Regions from separate parts of the Sus scrofa genome. Here region 2 is linked to region 1. A link is a contact called in public Hi-C data. All regions are on one chromosome and are shown on one strand. The core of a region is the stretch at or near the end of the contact, and the rest is flanking DNA. Distances in the headings are between cores, read along the strand shown.

Evidence for each region. A called contact is a pair of places that touch in the nucleus more often than the background predicts.
Region 2: a contact with region 1 is called in a Hi-C map of retroperitoneal adipose tissue, with 2.3 times the contacts expected there. The contact joins two enhancer-like sites. A contact is called at or near these places in 2 of 47 Hi-C or Micro-C datasets (embryonic fibroblasts and retroperitoneal adipose tissue).

The regions. Positions count from the first base shown.
Region 1 is chr10:60,826,712-60,830,969 of Sscrofa11.1, reverse strand. All of the region lies in intron 1 of CELF2 (CUGBP Elav-like family member 2), which reads left to right. Among named protein-coding and RNA genes, the nearest start is that of CELF2, 39 kb to the left of the region's middle. Within about 2 kb of position 1,694, at least 2 of the 83 cell types and tissues checked have an H3K27ac peak or open chromatin away from gene starts, as enhancers often do. A contact at or near this core is called in retroperitoneal adipose tissue, where this site is marked.
Region 2 is chr10:61,267,820-61,271,990 of Sscrofa11.1, reverse strand. All of the region lies in intron 2 of LOC110255590 (a long non-coding RNA gene), which reads left to right. Among named protein-coding and RNA genes, the nearest start is that of CELF2, 400 kb to the right of the region's middle. Within about 2 kb of position 1,745, at least 10 of the 83 cell types and tissues checked have an H3K27ac peak or open chromatin away from gene starts, as enhancers often do. A contact at or near this core is called in retroperitoneal adipose tissue, where this site is marked.

The DNA.
Region 1 (4,258 bases), core at 445-2,944:
TCTTGAACTTCCCATCCTCCACATCCAGCCCGTCACCACCTCCTGCCGATTCTGTGTTCACCCCAGAGCCACTTCGGTTCAGGCCATAGTCATCTCACCTGGACATGCCCTCACTGGGTGGCACGTCATGCAGATGCCTGATCACCGCCCCGCCCCCATGGCTTCTTTTCTGACCTAGAGAGAAATCGAATGTCCTTATACCATCCTGAAGTCCTTGACCGCCCCGCACCTCTCAGTTCCTGTGGTTTTCTCCTTGGTCCGCTGTAGCCATCTCCTCTGCAGGTGCTGGTATATTTGACTTGCTTGTTTATTTGCTGTCCACCTATTGGGATGTAAGCCCGGAGACAGCAGGTGCTTCCTGCCCCGTGTTTACTGCTCTATCCCCAGAGCCTGAGGTCGTCCTGAGCCTATGCTGGGTGCTCAGGAAATTACTGTTGGACAGGTTCTTTGATTCTGCTTCCTGGCATCGCTCAGAATCTTTTTTTGCTGTCACCCTCTATTGGGTGAGGTTCTAATCTTTGCTACGTTTTGCACAAAGGCTTCCGTAGAGTTGGACATAAATCTGTGTAAGCTTTTCTGTAGCACTGATTTTTCATATATAAATTTGCAGGCGTGCTTGGCAGGTGCTTGGAGACCTCATCTCAAAAATGCCCCCACCCCCAAGTGCCAACGATTGTGATTATATTGTGTCATTTTTATTACTCAGTCTGGTTTTACTACATAACAACAGTATGGACCCTATTAGCCAAGTACGTGATAATTGCCTTGCATTATAATACCCTAGGATATAATATTGTAATGTAATAATATCTTATTACTGTGCCTCTGCTAATAAGAAGCTCACTTATACACACATCGAGCTCTCGTAGTTTTTTAATAAACATCCAGGGGTAAGAATCTGCCGTTGAGAATCTTGTCGAAAACATAAGATACCAAAAGGGATGTCGACAAAACACATCCATGTATGGAAGCTGAACGTTCCTGATTTAATTCCTTCATCTTGCCGTGTTGTACATCGTTACCTAGAATTCCAAATTGTTCCCTAGATGCCTTCCAGCCTTCTTCTGGTCCGTTTATTCCATTTCGTGTAATGGCCGAAAATAAGTGTGGCTGGCATTAACTGTGGCAAAGATAACGTCCCAGGGCCTTTCAGGACGCTAAATAATTCAGGAGGGCATGATGCTCTTAGAGGCAGGGTCACCTGACCGAGGCTGGACCGTAGTCTTGAACAGGCTGGGTGCCCATGAGACTGGCTGTCTCCAACCTGCAATTTCCTCACCTGTAGGGTGGGATGAGTAGCCGTAGCTGCTGCTTCCTGAGGTTGTGCGAGAATGAAAAGAGATGATTCATGCCAGGTACCTGGCACATAATAAAATGGGCAATAAACGTTAACAGCAATTATTAGTACTATTACTGTCTTAAAACATTTGCTCACTCTGGGTGAAGAAATAGTCATTTTAGCATCGCTTGGCTAAAGGGTATCAGGCAGAGCCGTAAAAGGGCTTTAAACAGGGCAATAAAATGCAGATGTGTTCCCTTTGCTGTCTTCCTTCCCAGAACAGTATCTCGTTCAGCTCCTGGAAAAAGAGAACTGGGCTGCTGCTGAGCACAGTATTACCAAATAATACAGAAAGAGACACCCCCCCCCCTTAAGGTACCATATATGTTGATAGCCTATTTAGAGAACAAAAGTGGCTCTTTCTGGGGCCCTGACTCTGGCCCAGACACTCATTAGCTTCTGTGCCCACTTAGCTGTTAGTGCTGAAGTTGACACTCTGCTCTCCATAATCTCAGCCTCTGGGGGTGGAGGTGAGAGAGGAAACCAGAATTTAAAATGCCCTGGGTTTGTTTCGAAAGGCAGCAACTTGATCACGAAGCGCCTGCGCGTTCCGGGAGGCTCTGGGCTTTGCACACTTTGCGGGTGGGTGTCAATGTGGGCTGCCGTTGCGGGATTTCATGCCTCTGTGGCTAGACCATCTGCCGGTGGGTCTCCGACGGAACCGCGCCTGGGAAGCACTGCAGGGCTGGTTGGAAACCCTGGCAGCCGGGCCCATCCCCAGACTGTCTGATTCCCTGGGTCCCAGGCAGGGCTGAGAATTTGCATTTCTCAGAACCCCGGGGGATTCTGCTGCTGGTCAGGATCTGTGACCCATGGCTGCATGCAGGGTTTTTTTGTTTGTTTGCTTTTTTAATTGTGGCATTCTCTGGCGACCTAGTGGGTTAAGGATCCAGCCTTCTCACTGCTGTGGCTCAAGTCACTGCTGTGGCTCAGGTTCGATCCCTGGCCCAGGAACTTCCTGCGTGTTGTGGGCGGGGCCAGAGAAAAAGTATAGTTGATTTCATGTTGTGTCCGTGTCTGGTGTGCAGTCGGGTACTTCCGTTGCACACTCATACGATCGTTGGCATTTGCTAACCCCAAACTCCCAATCCATGCAATTAGAGATTGTCCCCAGAGTGCCTGGCCCAGAGCTGGGCACAGAGCATGCGCTCCGTAAATGCTTGTTGGTTTGCTGCGTCTAATGCCACCGAGATGAAATAGAAAAGGAAGATAAAGTATATTAAGGTTCTCATTAGGCGCCCTGCCTGATTCTCATTAAGACTGTCCTGATTTCTTTTATGTCCTGGGCATGTGGGCTCAGTGCTCATTTTCATGGCTTCGGGTCCCTGATGTCCTATCATTTGCATCCGGTCCAGGGTGCTCCGCCTTCACCCGTTCCTGTCTCGAGTCATTTTAGGCGGAACATTAGTGAGAGCCAACCGAACCCTTGGGACGACTACCTGAACGAGAATTCTTCCCCGCGTCCCCATCCCCTCCAGGGAGTCGCTGGAAGTCCCTTGTCATCCATGTCATTTCACGGATCCCTCTGCCTCCTTAAACAAAAACAGAAGCCCTTGGTTGGTTGCTTCGTTTTTTAAAAATTTTAAATTTGATCGAAAGTGCCTCCACTAAGCTCACATTTGACTGAGCCACTGGGGAGAGGAAAATGATTTATAAAGAAGTGATTCAAAACCAAGTGGACTTGCAGAGGAAGGGTTGTTTGGAATTCTTACATTGCCAAGTTCATTGTTTATTTCCCTGACATTTTTCTGAGTGTGAGCGCTTGGGTATTGCTTCACCAGAAAAGAATTTTAGGGGGTGGTTTTACACATCCTTCAGAGTCCTCCTGTTTGGGCGTCAACACATTTTAGAGGAAAAGTGATGGTTTTCTTCATTAAAACAACAACAACAACAACAACAACAACAACTCACAATTAAGCTTCCACAGACCCATTACCACGTACATGAGAGCCTTCTAGGCAGAGAGAACCTTTAACTATCTTTTCCTCTGATGTCTTTTTTTTTTTTTTTTTTTTTTTTTTAGGGTCACACTAATGCCATATGGAGGTTCCCAGGCTAGGAGTCAAATCAGAGCTGTAGCTGCAGGCCTACACCACAGCTCACAACAACACGGGATCCTTAACCCACTGAGCGAGGCCAGGGATGGAACCTGCATCCTCACGGATGCCGGTCAGATTCGTTTCTGCTGAGCCACGACAGGAGCGCCCCCTCTGAATTTCTGAGTATAATTTTCCTTCTTTGCTTTCAGGCAAAGCGTGAGCTCAGGTTTTACATGAGTGTTTTTTTCCAAAGTAGATTCTTTAGACCCACAAGGAGGTTGTCAGGTGGATGGAGAGGGTTCAGGGGCCAAAAGCAAGCTTAGCAGTCACAGTTTTAAACAAAGTTGAAAGTATCTTTAATTATCTTTCTTTCCAGACTAATCTTTAGAACTGGCTGGGTTCTGGGGATTGTAGATATGAGAGAGAAGGTGTTTCTAGATTCTTGACCCCAGAAGCTTTTGGTAGAACTTCTATGGTATCAGGGTTTTCGAGAACAGACTTTGGGGGAACACTGGGTGAACATTCTTATGTAGGATCATGACCTTTGATGATAAAGACGCCTCAGAGATACCAGATACCGAAAGCTGCTCTTTGTGCAGATACCAGAGACACAGTTTTGGTTCCTTTTGGAAGCAGAAAAATAGTACTTCTTTTTAGAAAACGTACAGTCCTGAAGAGATCTTGTTTGTTTGGAATTCTGGTACTACGTAAGGCCCCCGTGCCTACCCTGAATGCTGATTTCTGGTTCAGTTTTTCTGTAGAATGTAGGGATTTTCATTCTCCATTGGTCACATTTCGGTGAAAACCCCACTGCTTAGTTGAGCCAGCCTCCCACTGGCGAGTGGGTTCTAGGGTGAGATGATGCCCAAAGGTGACAGTG
Region 2 (4,171 bases), core at 496-2,995, 440 kb before region 1:
GAGCTCTGCACATTTCTTTCTTTTCTTGCCTTTTTCCATCAAAACATCTATCTGTGTCCCATTCTTTCATACCTCTTTCCCTTTTAGGGAAAAATGCATAAGATAAATTGCTATTGTAGACAAATAAAATTGTTTAGCCCTACTAGGAGCAAAAGAAAGGCAAATTAAAACGAGATATACCTTTTCAGTTATCACAGTGATGATGTCTTAGAATGTTTAATTCCTTGTGTTCGCAAGTATGTAGAAAAACACGCAGTCTCAGGGAGTTCCCGGTGTGGCTCAGCGGTTAACAAACCCGACTAGCATCCATGAGGATACGGGTTCAATCCCTGGCCTCACTCAGTGGGTTGAGGATCCAGGGTTGGCCACGAGCTGTGGTGTAGGTTGCAGATGTGGCTTAGATCCCTTGTTGCTATGGCTGTGGCCAGCAGCTCCAAGTCTGATTCGACCCCTAGCCTGGGGGAACCTCCATAGGCGAGGCCCTAAAAAGACAAAGGCCAAAAAAAAATATATATATATATATATATATGTATATATGCAGTCTCATATACCTTTAAGTGGTACAAACTGATGCAGTGTTTCTAAAAAACCAGTTTCATCTGTATCATGTAAGCTCGTATTAAGACCTGAAAGAGGAATTCTCCTGGTGCAGTGGGTGAAGGATCCGGTGTTGTCACTGCAGCGGCTTGGGTCACTGCTGTGGCATGGGTTCGATCCTTGGTCTGGGAACTTCCACATGCTGTAGGTAGGCACGCCCCTTTTAAAAAAAAACACCAGAAAGAGCTCAAACTTCCTGACCCCTAAATTTTATTTCTTTGAATTTATCCAAAGGGATTAGTGAAAACTATGCAGAATGATTAATTATGGGAATTTTCAATATTATATTATTTACAATACACAACATTATTATAACATATAATATTTATATATTATTTATATATCATGTTTAGAAATGATAAATGAAATGAGACATATAATAATAACCAATAATAATGATAATGGTTATAAAGATGTCACAATCTACCTGCCTTATGGAGTAATAGCTCATCATTAAAGTTATACATTGAAGGGTACATAATATGGGGATATGCTTTCAATGCATTTGAAAAACAAGATACAAAGTTGAACCTATGGGAGTTCCCATCATGGCGCAGCAGAAATGAATCCGACTAGGAACGATGAGGTTGTGGGTTTGATCTCTGGCCTCGCCCAGTGGGTTAAGGATCCAGCGTTGCCGTGACCTGTGGTGTAGGTCGCAGATGTGGCTCAGATCTGGCATTGCTGTGGCTCTGGTGTAGCCTGGCAGCAACAGCTTCAATAGGACCTCTAGCCTGGGAACCTCCATATGCCATGGGTGTGGCCCTAAAGACAAAAGAGAAAAAAAAAAGTTGTACCTATGAGCATATATATGAATACATAATTACATATGGAGGTTTTTTTTGAGATATGAAAAAAATTAGTAGTCATTTCTGAGCAGTGGGATTATAGGTCATGTTTATGATTTTTCTTCCTGCATTTCCTCATTTTCTAAATGTTCTGACCAAAAAAAAAAAAAAAAATGCATTACTATGCCAACCAGAAAAAAAACCTGCATTTTTATTAAATATTGCTGTGGCATTGGCAGTTGATCAGTTCCCCTTCCCAGATAACATACTGGCACCTTTTTAGGAAGCTGACTGTCAGGACAGAAGGTTTCCATGGGTGGAAATCTGGCTGCTCAGACAGAGAAGATGATCCTGCAGAGGGATGGTTCTCAGCCTCTCACTGGCAGGAGCCGCTGCTTTCAGGAAGCAGCGCTCAGCGTGCTTAGCCCAGCATCACATCAGAAGTCCTTTCTGCACTCACCGTCAGACATGGGATTCTGGCTTATTGTGTGTTTGCTACCTGTGTGTGCCCTCACACACACAACACAGACACACGCACACTCCCTCCCTCTCTTGTAATTGGACGCGTATTTGTTTCATTAAATTCACTCCGTCAGCAGTTTCTGCTCTAAACAGTCCCCGAGGCCACAAGGAAAAAAAACAAAGTCAGTAATCAACATACTACTTTCAAGTACAGAGTACCGACCTATTTATAAAAGGAAATTAAGTAAAACCGGTAATTATAACTAGCGTACAACCTTTCAACATAGTCAATGAGAAATTCAATTTGCTTAAAATAATGAGGTACTCTGGCAGGAACAATCTGTTCGCGTGCTGTTCCCAAGAGCCTCAGGATGGAAACAAGCCCTGTCTGACATTTGATACTATCTGTCAGTTTATCAACTCTGTCTGGGGTGAGTTTTACGGTGGCGCTACAAGGTTTGGGATGGAGGAAGGAAAGAAAAATCTCTTTTTTCTACCCAGTTATAGGAAACCTGTTAGCAAATGGATTCAGATTTCTATTTTGAACCCGTCAACAGGCTGAATAATCTACCTGAGACCTGGGTGCGGTGGTTTTTCAATTTTATTTTCATTTTATTTATTTATTTACTTATTTTTGCTTATTTTTGGGGGCCACACTCTTGGCATATGGAGTTTCCCAGGCTAGGGGTCGAATCGGAGCTACAGCGGCCAGCCTACGCCGCAGCCACAGCAACAGGAGATCCGAGCCGCATCTGTGACCTACACCATAGTTCGTGGCAATGCTGGATCCCTAACCCACTGAGCGAGGCCAGAGATCGAACCCTCATCCTCATGGATCCTAGTTGGGTTCGTTAACAGCTGAGCCATGAAGGGAACTCCCAGGTGGTTTTAATTTAGGTGTTTTCCACCCTTTTCTACCATCACCAAAATCAAATTTGGAAACCTCTGAACTATCTGATCTGCTGGCTGTTCACACACTCTTTGTCTAAAGTTTATCTGGTTTTCATTTTGTTTTGTTTTCTGTTTCTTTGCTAAATTCCCATCATACTGAGGTAAGACAAAGCTGTACAGAAGTTGAATTAAAAGGTCAACACAATCAATTATCTGCTAATTTGGGGGTCTTTCCCTAGGTAGCTTAAGACCACCCCCTGGATTTCCCTTTGTCCATTCACTCATGGGTTCTACAAGTTGTATTGGCTGTCACTGTTAGCCCCTCTTCTAGATGTTGGCAAGGAAAAAGAGAGAATAAAGCATAGCCTGTGTCTTCATAAACCCCAAGAGTCAGCAGGGAAATAGACTCACAAAAGGCCATTGTAAGACTATTTGGAAGCATGGTGATAAGGATTTTGGGGAATATTTATAAGAGATGCCTACCTAACCCAGCCTGAAGGGCCATAGGGAAGCTAGGAGAGAAGTGTCAAGGAAGGAATAAAGAGATAAAATCTAAACTAAGTAGGAAAGGCTGGGTCAGCATTAACCAGGCTAAGAGGAAGCACATTCCCAGCAGAAGGCTCAGCACAGATGAAGGAAAGAGGCAAGAATCCCAGGTCAACAGGCAGAATGCTGCGGTGAGCCAGTGAGTAACAGGCAAAGAGTGTGAAGATAAGGCAAGTATGTCTGTTGGCTTTTGCTGTGTGACAAACCACCCCAGAACTTGATGGCCTAATAGAACTACTGTTTTACTTGTTCATGAGTTTCTGAGTCATCTGGGCAGTTCTTTGGGTCTGGCCACCTTGGTCAGGGATGAATGGTCTAGGATGACCCTGCTCATGCAATCTGAGGTCTCAGCGAGGATGCCTGGGGTGTAGTCTCACATCCTGGAGGGAACTGGCTTTGGATTCTTCATGGGGAGGCCAAGGTGTTCCCAGAGAGCCACAAGAGTGGAAGTATTTTTCAAGCCTTTGGTTGGGTTGCACTTGCTAATATCCAATTGGCCAAGCCCATAGTGTGGCAGAGAACCATCAGGGACATGAGAGGTGTGATATATTAACAATCTCCCACGAAAAGAAGAATGATAGAGGATCTCGAGTGACATAACAGGCTAAAGAAATGGGAGGCCATTTAAGACTCTGAAACAGAAAAATTATATATATACATATATATAATGGCATGTATATACTTATATATAAATTTAACATTGTATGTATTTATTTAACATAATGTGTGTTTAACAGAGAAAAATTATATATATATATTTATATTTGTGAGATGTAATTGACCTGTGACATAATGTTTGTTTCAAGAGGACCACATAATAATTAAATATTTGTATACATTGTAAAATGATTACTATAATAAGTCTAGTTAACATCTGTCACCAAATA